2 separate regions of the Mus musculus genome follow, and region 1 is linked to region 2. A link is a contact called in public ChIA-PET data. All regions are on one chromosome and are shown on one strand. The core of a region is the stretch at or near the end of the contact, and the rest is flanking DNA. Distances in the headings are between cores, read along the strand shown. Region 1 overlaps Tbcd (tubulin-specific chaperone d). Region 2 holds the start of Tbcd (tubulin-specific chaperone d).

Evidence for each region. ChIA-PET counts read pairs in DNA pulled down with a chosen protein or histone mark.
Region 1: an RNA polymerase II ChIA-PET map of memory CD8 T cells shows a contact between it and region 2, with 49 read pairs. The contact joins the enhancer-like site here to the promoter of Tbcd in region 2. A contact is called at or near these places in 7 of 39 promoter capture datasets (embryonic stem cells, hematopoietic stem and progenitor cells, hippocampal neurons and 3 more), 1 of 484 Hi-C or Micro-C datasets (morula), 2 of 115 datasets of contacts at active chromatin or transcription factors (embryonic stem cells and memory CD8 T cells) and 2 of 9 other capture datasets (adipose tissue and pancreatic islet).

The regions. Positions count from the first base shown.
Region 1 is chr11:121,557,191-121,562,569 of GRCm38.p6, reverse strand. Tbcd (tubulin-specific chaperone d) reads right to left here. Exons shown (of 39, transcript NM_029878.4): 17 at 1,810-1,895. Among named protein-coding and RNA genes, the nearest start is that of Zfp750, 41 kb to the right of the region's middle. Within about 2 kb of position 2,804, at least 84 of the 459 cell types and tissues checked have an H3K27ac peak or open chromatin away from gene starts, as enhancers often do. A contact at or near this core is called in hematopoietic stem and progenitor cells and memory CD8 T cells, where this site is marked.
Region 2 is chr11:121,450,311-121,455,940 of GRCm38.p6, reverse strand. It overlaps Tbcd (tubulin-specific chaperone d), which reads right to left and starts at 3,950. Exons shown (of 39, transcript NM_029878.4): 1 at 3,713-3,950; 2 at 2,260-2,310. The coding sequence starts at 3,896. It overlaps Fn3k (fructosamine 3 kinase), which reads right to left. Exons shown (of 6, transcript NM_022014.4): 6 at 5,451-5,630. The coding sequence ends at 5,491.

The DNA of each region.
Region 1 (5,379 bases), core at 1,555-4,054, 110 kb before region 2:
CTTATAGAACCCAGGACCACCATCCCAGGGATGGCACCACCCACAATGGACTGGGCCCTCACTCATCAATCACTAATTAAGAAAATGCCTTACAGACTTACCTATAGCCAGATCTGTATGGAGTTATTTTCAAAACTATGGTTCCCTCATCGAAGATGACTTTAGCGACTATCAAACTGACATAAAATTGTTTATCACAGGGACCTCAGGACAAACTACATTCACCTCCCCGCTGGCTGAGGCCCCACACCTTGCTCCTAGTCACAGCCTTCTAGAAACCATACACATGCTACTTTCTGTGAATCCTGCCCTCTAGGATCCAGACTGAGAGAAATACCAGTAAGGGAGCTGAGACCCTGGCCAGAGGCTCTGCGGTGCTAGGATATGGTAAAGCCTGCTATTAGACTGTCCTCAAAATACAGCAGCTTATCTGATACTCGGATCTGAGAGTCACAAAGACCCAGTGTACTGGAAAACCCACACACTAGAGCTAGGTCATGTTCTGTGTTGTGCATTTTTTTTAAAGATTTATTTATTATATGTAAATACACTGTAGCTATCTTCAGACACACCAGAAGAGGGCATCAGATCTCATTATGGATGGTTGTGAGCCACCATGTGGTTGTTAGGATTTGAACTCAGGACCTTCGGAACAGCAATCAGTGCTCTTACCTGCTGAGCCATCTCTCCAGCCCCCTGTCATGCATGTTTACAGAATGGACATTATAAAGTATGTATAAGTTTTAGACTGGTGTGGGAACCTTAGCAACAAGTAAAATTTGCCAAACTACCAGCTATTTTACCTAAGAATCTCTGAGAAAGGGCAGAGACCCTCATATACAACATTCACATGCTAATAATCAGAGGACAAAGAATATGTGGACACAGACATGAAGTGCTGGACTGAGGGGTAATGGTATGCAGGCAAGGGCAAATATGATCGCATTCTTCCTGGAAAAGAGGCTGGTCACCCTTTAGTTTTTTTTTAGTTATTATTTTCTTCTTCTTCTTTTTTTTAAAGTCTGTCAAAGCTGGTTATGGAGAGGTGTAAATTCTGCGTGGTCTGCACAGCATGGCTGTCAGGAAATCTACCCCGAGGGTTTACAGTGGTCAAAAATGCTTTAAAATGCACTTGACATGTTTCTCCTAATTCAAGGCAAATAAACTACTTCACGAAGCATCATACCCTTTTCACATTGGTGTTAGAGTGTGAAACTGCTCCCTAGTATTTATGTTATACAGCAAAAATAATTGGATGTGATTTCTGAAAACAGCAGTTAAGGGTTAAATATTTATCCCTTGACTTGAATTTTCAAATATCTCTATCATACTCACCTGAGAAACAATCAGATAATTTCAACTTGGAACACATTTTATTGAAACAAACAAACAACAACAACAAAAATCAATCACAGTCACTTCAAATCCAAAATGTCATTTTGAAAGATCAATACATGTGTGACACCAGGTGGGAAAGCTGTCACACAGAAGGGCATGCATAGCTGTGCTTGTGGCTATTCCCTGTACAGTTCCAAGGCAGAAAAGCACCAACCAGGAGGACAAGGAGAAGATTAATGTCCAGAGAAGATGTGTGGCCCTAGCCCTGAAGCACAAGCAGGTGCCCATTTCTCCAGCGTGTACCGTGCAGGATGAACTTGGTATGAGAACGGTTTCAGAAGCTGTTCTCAGCTCAATTCCCTCTCTACAACATAAGTTATATACAGACCACAGGATAATGAAGGAAATATTGAAGGTGAATTTTGACACCCAAGTCAAAGAGACAGTTATATTACACACGTTAAAACTTACCTTATAATCAGGAAACAGTTAGATATGTTACCAACTGCAAAATAGTCTGCTGTAGTCAAAATATCAATTCCATGAGGGAAAGTACCCTAAAAAAGTAAAAATAGAGAAAAAACCTGAAAGGTGAGAAACGGCCTCTGAGGGGACAACGGGCAGGCGGCTGAGGCTGAGCCACAGGGCTCACGGGAAAGGACCACCTGGTATGTCACTGCTCATCCCACTGCCCTGCCTGCCCACCAGGGGCTGCACTCAGTGCAACTTCTTCTTCAAAACCGTTTCAACTCAAATGCTATAAAAGTGACACCAGATCTCAGCGGTGCTCAAGTGCTTACTCATGGTGCTTGGTCTCCCTCTGTGGTCACAAAGACAACAGCATAGCCCTCCAGAGCCTGCTGGAGCAGGAAGGCCAATGGAAGTTAGGCAAGCGCCTGCCTGGCTTTGAAACCTGGACCAGGACCCACACCTCACTAGCTGCCACAAGGATGGATGTGGCTGACAGAAACAACCAGGCTCAGGGCTAACAGCCAACCTCTAAGAGCATCACTAACAGCAAGCCATCAGTCCCCCAAAACCAGAGGCAGGTCCTCATCCTCACCTACCAAGAATACTCCTTGTGGAGCCCCTGCCCTAAAACTGTCACGTGATTGGTATGACCAAATATTATCATTTGTGGTGAAAAAAATATTACAATCTAGAAACCATATAAATAACTTTCTTGACAAATATAAGTATGTAGGAAGCTTTATAGCTATTGGCCCAGAGGTGGCTCCATCCCTGTAGGAGATAAGGCTCCCTATCTCTGCACAAAGCTGGCACAAGTCTAACAGGCAAAAGCCAAGAAAAGCACCAGGCACACACCACCAGCACCTACCTGCCACATCCCATACCTCACACAGGGATCGATCTACTCAAAGACAAGCTGTCTCCCCCTCAGCACAGGAGGAGAACAACCAACTGAGGTATCTTATGTACCAGAAAGCCGTCCAGGGGGTGAGCCGGAGGGGGATTGCTAGAGGCTGCTTGATCTGCACAGTGCACACTCTGGGTGCTCTAACCACTTCCTGTGTAAACCAACCTCACAGTTGGTGTGGGGAATGTAAATGAAATGTACTGTCTTTATCAGAATTGAAAGAAGACAGAAGTAGTTCCATGTTTAGAGAAATTGGTAAAGACACCACTAAGTTAGACTATCTCCAGATTAGTATAGTCTTTAAAAAAAGAGAGAGATTTATTTATTTATTCATTTATTATATGTAAGTACACTGTAGCTGTCTTCAGACACCCCAGAAGAGGTTGTCAGACCTCATTAAAGATGGTTGTGAGCCACCATGTGGTTGCTGGGATTTGAACTCAGGACCTTTTGAAGAGCAGTAAGTGATCTTAACCGCTGAGCCATCTCTCTAGCCCCCAGATTAGTATATTCTTAAAGTCAAGATACATGTTCAAGTTCTATTCTCCCTAGCAAAATGCTAGTCCGTTTTGAATTAGCCTGTTAAGTTTTATGAGTCCTAGTTCCAACCACTCAAACCACCCAGAGTAGGGCACAGAATCCCTCACCCTGGGGTTAAAAGCAGAGCAGGACCCCTACTGGGTGTGCTTGCTTGCTGGATTGAGTAGCTTCGCACTTTTCTGCATAAGTGAAACCTTTTGCTTTACAAAAATGCTTTGGATTGTATAGTTATTTATCAAGGAGACCCCAGACTCATTCTCTCATATATGAGAGAGAAGCCCACAGCCTAAGTAAAGTTACTATGACTGCAGCCGGATTCCCAAGAAGACCAAAGCACATGACTGGGCAAGCAAGTGCAAGCACAGGTTTGGCTGTGGCCGAGAAGGAAGGACAGGTCTGAACTGTGCTCAGCAGTACCCATATCACTCAACCAGAATAAGCAACAGCCTAAGGCTCGGCCTGGCCAGACAGCTGTCCTTCCTTCCCAGAAAGGGGACTAAGCACTCACACTCTAGCATTCTCACTTGAATACAGGGTCGTCTGGGGTCTGGGCAAACCACCAGCACACAGCTGTAACCCAGCAACACTCTAAGCAGCCACAGGATGATGCATCCTCATGCTGGTCCTAGACATGGCAACTACTCACTGGTTAATCATAACCTGCAAAGACTCCTAGGCGATAGCAAGGGAACCTAGCAGACATTCATACACACACATCCCTGCTATAGAGCATGCTCAACTAGCCACTCAGGGATCTTGGCCAGGATCTAATTAATGCTGGTGTCAAGACCTTCATCATAAGTAGACCAACCCAGTGGAGGAGTCCATTCCTCTGGGCAGGCCTACTACTTCCTGGACCACGCCCAGCATCCTCTACTATAGACACATCTATCTGTCCTCACAATATTCTTGACCCAAGCCATCTCCAGGTTCTCTCACCTAGAGCACACCCCTCTTGGCATTGACCTCTCTAAGCCCCATCAGCCTTCACACAAGTCTACTCTTCACATCAGCATAGCGCAGGGCTATCCTTCTGCCTTCCTCACTTGTAGCATTAACAAGCACTCAAGAAACTGGTTTGAATAGAAATGGTGCAAACAGGATCCTGTGTTTGAAGGCTTGGTCATAGGGAGTGGCACTATTAAGTTGTGGCCTTGTTGGAGTAGGTGTGGCTTTGATGGAGGAAGTGCATCACTAGGGGGTGGGCTTTGAGATCTCAGAAGCTCAAACCAAATCTACTGGCTCACAGTCTCTTGATGTTGCCTGTGGACCCAGACACAGAAGTCTCTCCAGCACCATGTTTTCTCACCATGACAATAATGGACTAAACCTCTAAACTGTAAGCCAGCCCCAATGAAATGCTTTACTTTATAAGAGTTGCTGTGGACACGGTATCTCTTCACAGCAATAAAACCCTAACTGAGATAAAACCCTAAATCAGTCATTCTTAGCTGTTTTCTCTCAGGGACTCTTCCTCCCTGTCCAGACTCATGCTGGCAGCTGCCCACCTTGTTCAGAGCCTAACCCATGGTCCTCAGCCTTCCTAATGCTTTCGGACCCTAACCCATGGCTCTCACCCTTCCTAATGCTTGGAACCTTTCATACAGCTCCGCGTGGTGTAGTGATTCCCCAGTCACAAAACTATTTTCACTGCTACTTCATAAGTGTGATTTTGATATTGTTATGAATCATAATGTAGATACGTGTTTTCTGACAGTCGTAGGCAACCTCTGTGTAAGAGTCATTAGACCACCCACAAAGGGGCAGCCACCCACAGATTAAGAACCAATGCCCTAATCCCTCTCTAGTCTCCTGCTAGACCAACTTTATACAGAATCTTATACATGGATGAATTTAAACCCTTCTTTCAAGGTCTGTAATGGGTATCAGCTGTGTAATGGGCACAGTTTACGCAACCCCGAGCACAGCTACAGTACTACTGAACATCAAGAGCAGGAGGAGCCAGCCTCCAAATCACAAGCTAGGGACGGTCAGGGACCTACAGGATCCAGGGGCTCAGCCACCTCCTCCAAGCCACCTGGTGCCTGACACGTGTATAGCCCACAACAATACGTGAGGCAAAATCAGAACATGCCTGAAACACTCTCACACGGGGTTTCCTG
Region 2 (5,630 bases), core at 2,701-5,200:
TAGACTCTGGGTTTGCTATCAAAAATCAAACACAAAGAAGAGTGACACAAAGAAGACTTCACACAAGGCTGATGCAGGCAAAACTGACAATTCAACACCAATCTGGACTATATAGTAAAACCCTGTCTCAGAAACAAAGAAAAGGAAGAGATTGATAACATTCAAACTCAAATATATTAAACCTCAATGGCTAACACACCACACATAAACCTGAAAGGCAAAAGCGGAAGCATAAAATGTGTCACACACAGAAAAGGATCAGCACCAGCAAGCATCATCTTTTTCAGAACGGGACCTATTTCTATTTCCCGGAAGATAATGAACAGTCACCATTACTAAGCACTGGATGGAACACAGTAAGCAGAGAGGTTCTGGCAGTGAGGGCAGGTCAAAGCTGTCACCTGAAGAGGTCAAACAGCACCTTACACTTCTTGGACAGTACCTACATCTGTTACATGGGGACAACCAGGAATCCAAAACTATCAGATGAGGCCCAGGGCACCTACTGGTCTGCCACCCTCAGCATAGCCAGCCCTTCAGCCTGACATCAGCCACTTGCCTGCAACTGGCCCCGCTGAAGACCCATCTTTGAGAGGCAAAGGGAAGGAGGAGATGCATAAATTCTGCCTGCAATCTCACCAACTGTGTGGCATGAAACAATTTACTTAACCTTTCAGACTTGTACTCCAGTTTCCCCGTTTGTATTGTGTAGCTTACAATGACAGAGCTTACACAGAGACTGTGAGGTTACAACAATGATTAAAACAGTTGGGTCCTCCCAGAAAAAAAAAAGGAAAAAAAAGAAAGAAGAAAAAAAGGGGAAAAAAAAAAAGCTCAGAACAAGACTAAAAAAATTACCAAGAGTACTTGAAGCCAGCCTGGGCTACCTAGCAAGACCCTACCTCAAAAAGAAAAAAACAAGCCAGGAGTTGTGGTTCACGCCTGTAATCCCAGCACTCGGGAGGTTGAGGCTGGAGAACTTCCATAAATTCAAGGTCAGCCAGGGCTACATTGCAAGACTCTTTCTCAAAACAAAAAAGAGAAAAGCCAAACAAAAATGTAATTAATATGAAATAGGTTCAAATATAACAACAGCAATGAAAAGCAAACAAAAGTCACTCTCTGCTGCTAAAATTTCTTCCTAGAGGTAAATGTAAGCACCCTAGGATTAGCTAAGAAGATTAAAAATAGATTAATACTGCTCAGTTGCTGTGCCTTAAAGCTGGTAAATAAATAAAATAGTTCTGTCTCAGTTTGAGAGCCAGCTGGGTTAAGAGAAAAATGTCAACACACTTATAAAAATGACACTAACATAGATGGGATTCTCCCCCCCCCTAATCTTGTCTGATATATATACACATATACATACACACACACACACACACACACACACACACGGAGGAGTGGGGGGTAGGGAGGCTCAATCTTCCTAATGCTGTGACCCTTAATGCAATTCCTCAAGTTGTGGTTATGCCTCCCCCATAAAATTATTTCGTGGCCACTTCATAACTCTGATTTTACTACTATTATAAATCATAACATAAATATCTGATATGCAGGATATCTCATGTGACCCCTATGGGGGTTACAACCTACAGATTGAAACCAAGAATCTAGGCTGTTCCCAAGGCCACCTGCAATTAGGGCACAGTTGCATACAACAGGTAGTAGAGAGCCGTGGGTACTCAGGTGAGGGTCTGTGATCCTTCTTGCCTCCATGTGATGGAATGTAAATAGTCAACAAGTCCAACTGGGATAATCAGGGCACACAGCTGAGCTCCACAGATGGTAGCTGTTCAGCTTGGAGGATAGTCCTGCACAACACTCTTGTACTAATGTCCTGATAACAACCTTAGTGTCTCTCTACATAATGGAGATGACAGATGACCTCATCAACTGCTGTGCAGGTAAAATGGGACCTTTATAAAGCATATGACCCTGCAAAACAATTACCAGGAAGATAACAGCTATTCACACATAACTGACTAAAACACATATAAGAAAAGATGTGTTCTTTCAATAGGAACAAGCAGAAAGTAGCTTAGACACACCTGCACACAATCAAGATCGGTATCTGAACTCGAAGCTATTCATTATCACAGGTCTATAAAACCATCCAGCAGACAAAAAAAAAAAAAAAAAAAGACAGAGCTCTAGGGACATTTCATCTGACACCTTCTGCTGATAGCACACAGGTGCCAGCTATACACATAAGCCTTCCCGATCATCTGATATTGAACCACCAAAATCTATGCTTACCAAGGTGTGGATCCAGGAGGTGGGGCTGCTCCTGGTATTTGTCCATAATTACTAAAAGGAAAATAACATGAAAATCAAATCAGGTGAGCCTTGGAAATTCACGTCTCTCAGTAACTCTAATGGAACAGCTAGGGTCTTCCTAGTCCTTGTAACGCCCAGGGACACACCTGGCTTCTTGCTGACAGATGCTCACAGCTGCCCAACATCTGTCAGGCTCTTGAGGACCAGTGTGACCACACCTCCTGCTCTTCTTTTGCTCTGCACATCTTGCCCTCCGATCTCTTCTCACACATATGCTGGTGCTCCAACTCTCTACAACTCCACCTTCCCCTGCTAGTCAGACCCTCTTCACTTCTTGAGCCCTCCCCTGCCTAGCACGATGCCTTTCATTTCCAACAATGTTCAAACCAATAACTGTACAACCTCCCCAACCCTGGTCACCTGCTTTCCAACCCCTACCAGCAAATTAATGTTTCTACCCAATCCAATGGTTTCTCTGCCTCTGCAGTTCTCACCTGCCACTTCAGACAAAGCCCACCACTCTGTCTTACCCAAAAACTAGAGCCCCATCCAAAAAAAAAAAAAAAAAAAAAAAGACATTATGGAGAGAATGTTTTTAGCTAAGGAATACACAAAGATGATTTTGTTCAAGTACAAAACTCTAATTATCAAAGGGCTCATTTGGACATTGTCTTTGTTTTCTGTTGCTGTGATGAAACTGGCCAAAAATCAACTTGAGGAAGAAAGGGTTTATTTGGCTTTCACAGCCCATCACTGAGAAAAGTGTAGGGATGAATCAAAGCAAATAGAAGCAGAAACTACGGAGGAGTCTTGCGTGCTTGCTCCTAGGCTCAAGTTCAGCTGTCTTTCTTATACAGCTCAGAGCCACAGGCCAGGGATGGTACATCTCACGGTGGGCTGGGCCGTCCTTTATCAATTAGTAATTAAAGAAATATCGCAAAGACATGCCCACAAGCCAATCTGGTGGTGGCAATTACTCACTTGAGATTTCTTCCGAGGTATGTCTAGGTTTGTGTAAGGTTGACAAAAACTATGACGGACAGTATCCATTACAAACGACTGTAAAGGCCTACCTAAACTTGGGGGATTTAGAACCACCAAAGGAATCTAATGGCACTGTCCACTCTCCTGCTCTGCCTGGAACGGAGATCCCAGATAAACGTGGAGCTCTGAGTTTGCAGAATCCTGGCCTCATAGCGCAGCCCCATAGGAGCGCCGTGCCAGACCGCTCCTCTTTGCTTGCCATGAGCGCTCTCGTAGGAGGCAGGTTCATCCAACAATTCTGCTGGTTCCCTCCCTATCCACAGAGAGGTCTCAAGCATGCTTTGCTCAGTTCCTGGACATGGCAGGGAAGGCAGGAGGTATGGCTCCCCAGGTCCCTTCCTCCCAGATGCAAGGACCTCAAGATAGAGACTCGGGGCCCCGCCCGCACCGCGGAACCGCTCCTCCGCCACCTCCCGGGACGCGCGCTCTCTGTGCACCGCCGGCAAGCTGCGGAGCAGCGCGCGGGTCTCCGCACTCTCGCCGAACGCTTCCAGGGCGGAGGCGCGAACAAGCGCATCATCCTCCACCTCCTCCTCGGCGGCGCTCGCAGCCGGCTCATTGCTCAGTACCATCCTGCCAGCAGCTTCCGTAAGAACCCTACCGGCAACCGGGAAGAAAAGAGATACAGCACGAGAACTGCCAGCCCCGCCCTGAGACCTTCGACCCCCAACTACGGGGCGCGCAAGCCAACAAAACAGCTCACGCGAAGTCGGCTCAGCGCGCAAAATGATGCTTGCGTGAGTGAAGGGAAGCACCAGAAAAACTAAGCCTCCAATGTCTACAGCCTCAACAGGGAGTGGGTGGAGCCCAAAAGAGGTGGGGCTAAGGAGGGTGTGGCCGGAGCAGTGGGCCGGTACGATCTTTACAGGGAATGAACTCTAGTGTTGGAAGCCTTCTGGAGCTTGAGTGTGTGTAAGGTTAAGGAAATAACTGGGTTTGAAATTGGGGGCAGGAACATGGAAGGTTTTGAGCTAGTGTGGACAGCGCAGGAAAGCTGAACTAGTAGAAAGAGCCAGAATAGGACGGGTGGTGTATGAACGCAGGGGAGGAATGGGTTTTGAGTGTGGGGGCAAGAATGGGGCAATGATGTCTGAGCACCTGCAGGAGTGGGGCGCGGGGGGGTGCTTTAAGGGTGTAGGAGACAATGGGGTATTGCTCCAGGATGAAGGCTTTTGCCGTGACCTCAAACAGCACCATCATGACCACCCAAAGCAGTCCTGAGAAAAGACGTGAGCTATACGCTGCTGGCCCTGCATTCACCAGAACAGACCTCACTGGGAAGTAGAAGACTGGAGTGGTTAGATAGTTTAGTGTGCAAAGTCTCCTTCACTAAGCCTCGGGAGTTGAATGTGTAACAGTAGGCCCCCAAACCTTAGCACATCCTACTCCATGATTAAAGTGCCATTCAGGCTGTAAAACTCATTCGACAGCACCCACGGGGCAAACTAAAAAACAAAGACTTGATCCTTCAAAGTCCGTAGGTCCTGAAAAGTTTCTGAATGTGCTAACTTTGCTTTTTGGCTTCTCTAGTTCTACTTCTCGCTCACTATTGTTGATAACTGAAGTATGTCAACCTAGAACATATTTGTGTGTGTGTGTGTGTGTGTGTGTGTGTGTGTGTGTGTGGTTAAAAGTTCATGAGAAGGATCACTGTTTTGCTGGGATCCAGAATACCCAGGGTAGTCACTGGCCTGCTAATAAAGACTTTCTATTGGCTTAAATATAGATCCTAGCAGTCTTCTCAGATATGTTGTGGGGTAACAAGTTTGGTCCTCACATAGTGGAAGAAGAAGAGAACCACAAGTTGTACTCTGACCTATACACACATATTTCAGCACATGAGTACGCAAAATAAAATCTAAAAAAATAGAAAACAGTGAGGTGCTAGAGAGTGTCTGGCAGTGATTGTAACTGAAGGACCGGAGCCAAACGGGCTAGCATGGTGGCTTCCTTCCCTATTCGCCTGCGGTACCTGGGGCTTCAGCCGCTGAGGTGGGAGCTTGCCCGCAACAGTGCTGCTGTGGTGTCAGCCTGAGCTACATACGGAGCTCCCTGGAAACTGCTGCGCTGCCATAACCTCAGCCTCTGGATGAATGCGTTGTAGGCCGACTCAAAAGTAGCCCAGTTAGGGATCTAGTTTGACATTTTATTAGGTCCAGCCCTCTGCTACCTGAGCAGCTTCCTCATCACCCCCAGGGACGGGCTTCTGTACTCCCGTCCAAAGTGGTTCCAGTGGTTTAGGTAGTTAAAGAGCTGGTACAGCAGCAGGCGCTTGTCGAACCCTGGAGCCTTTGGGATCTTCCGAT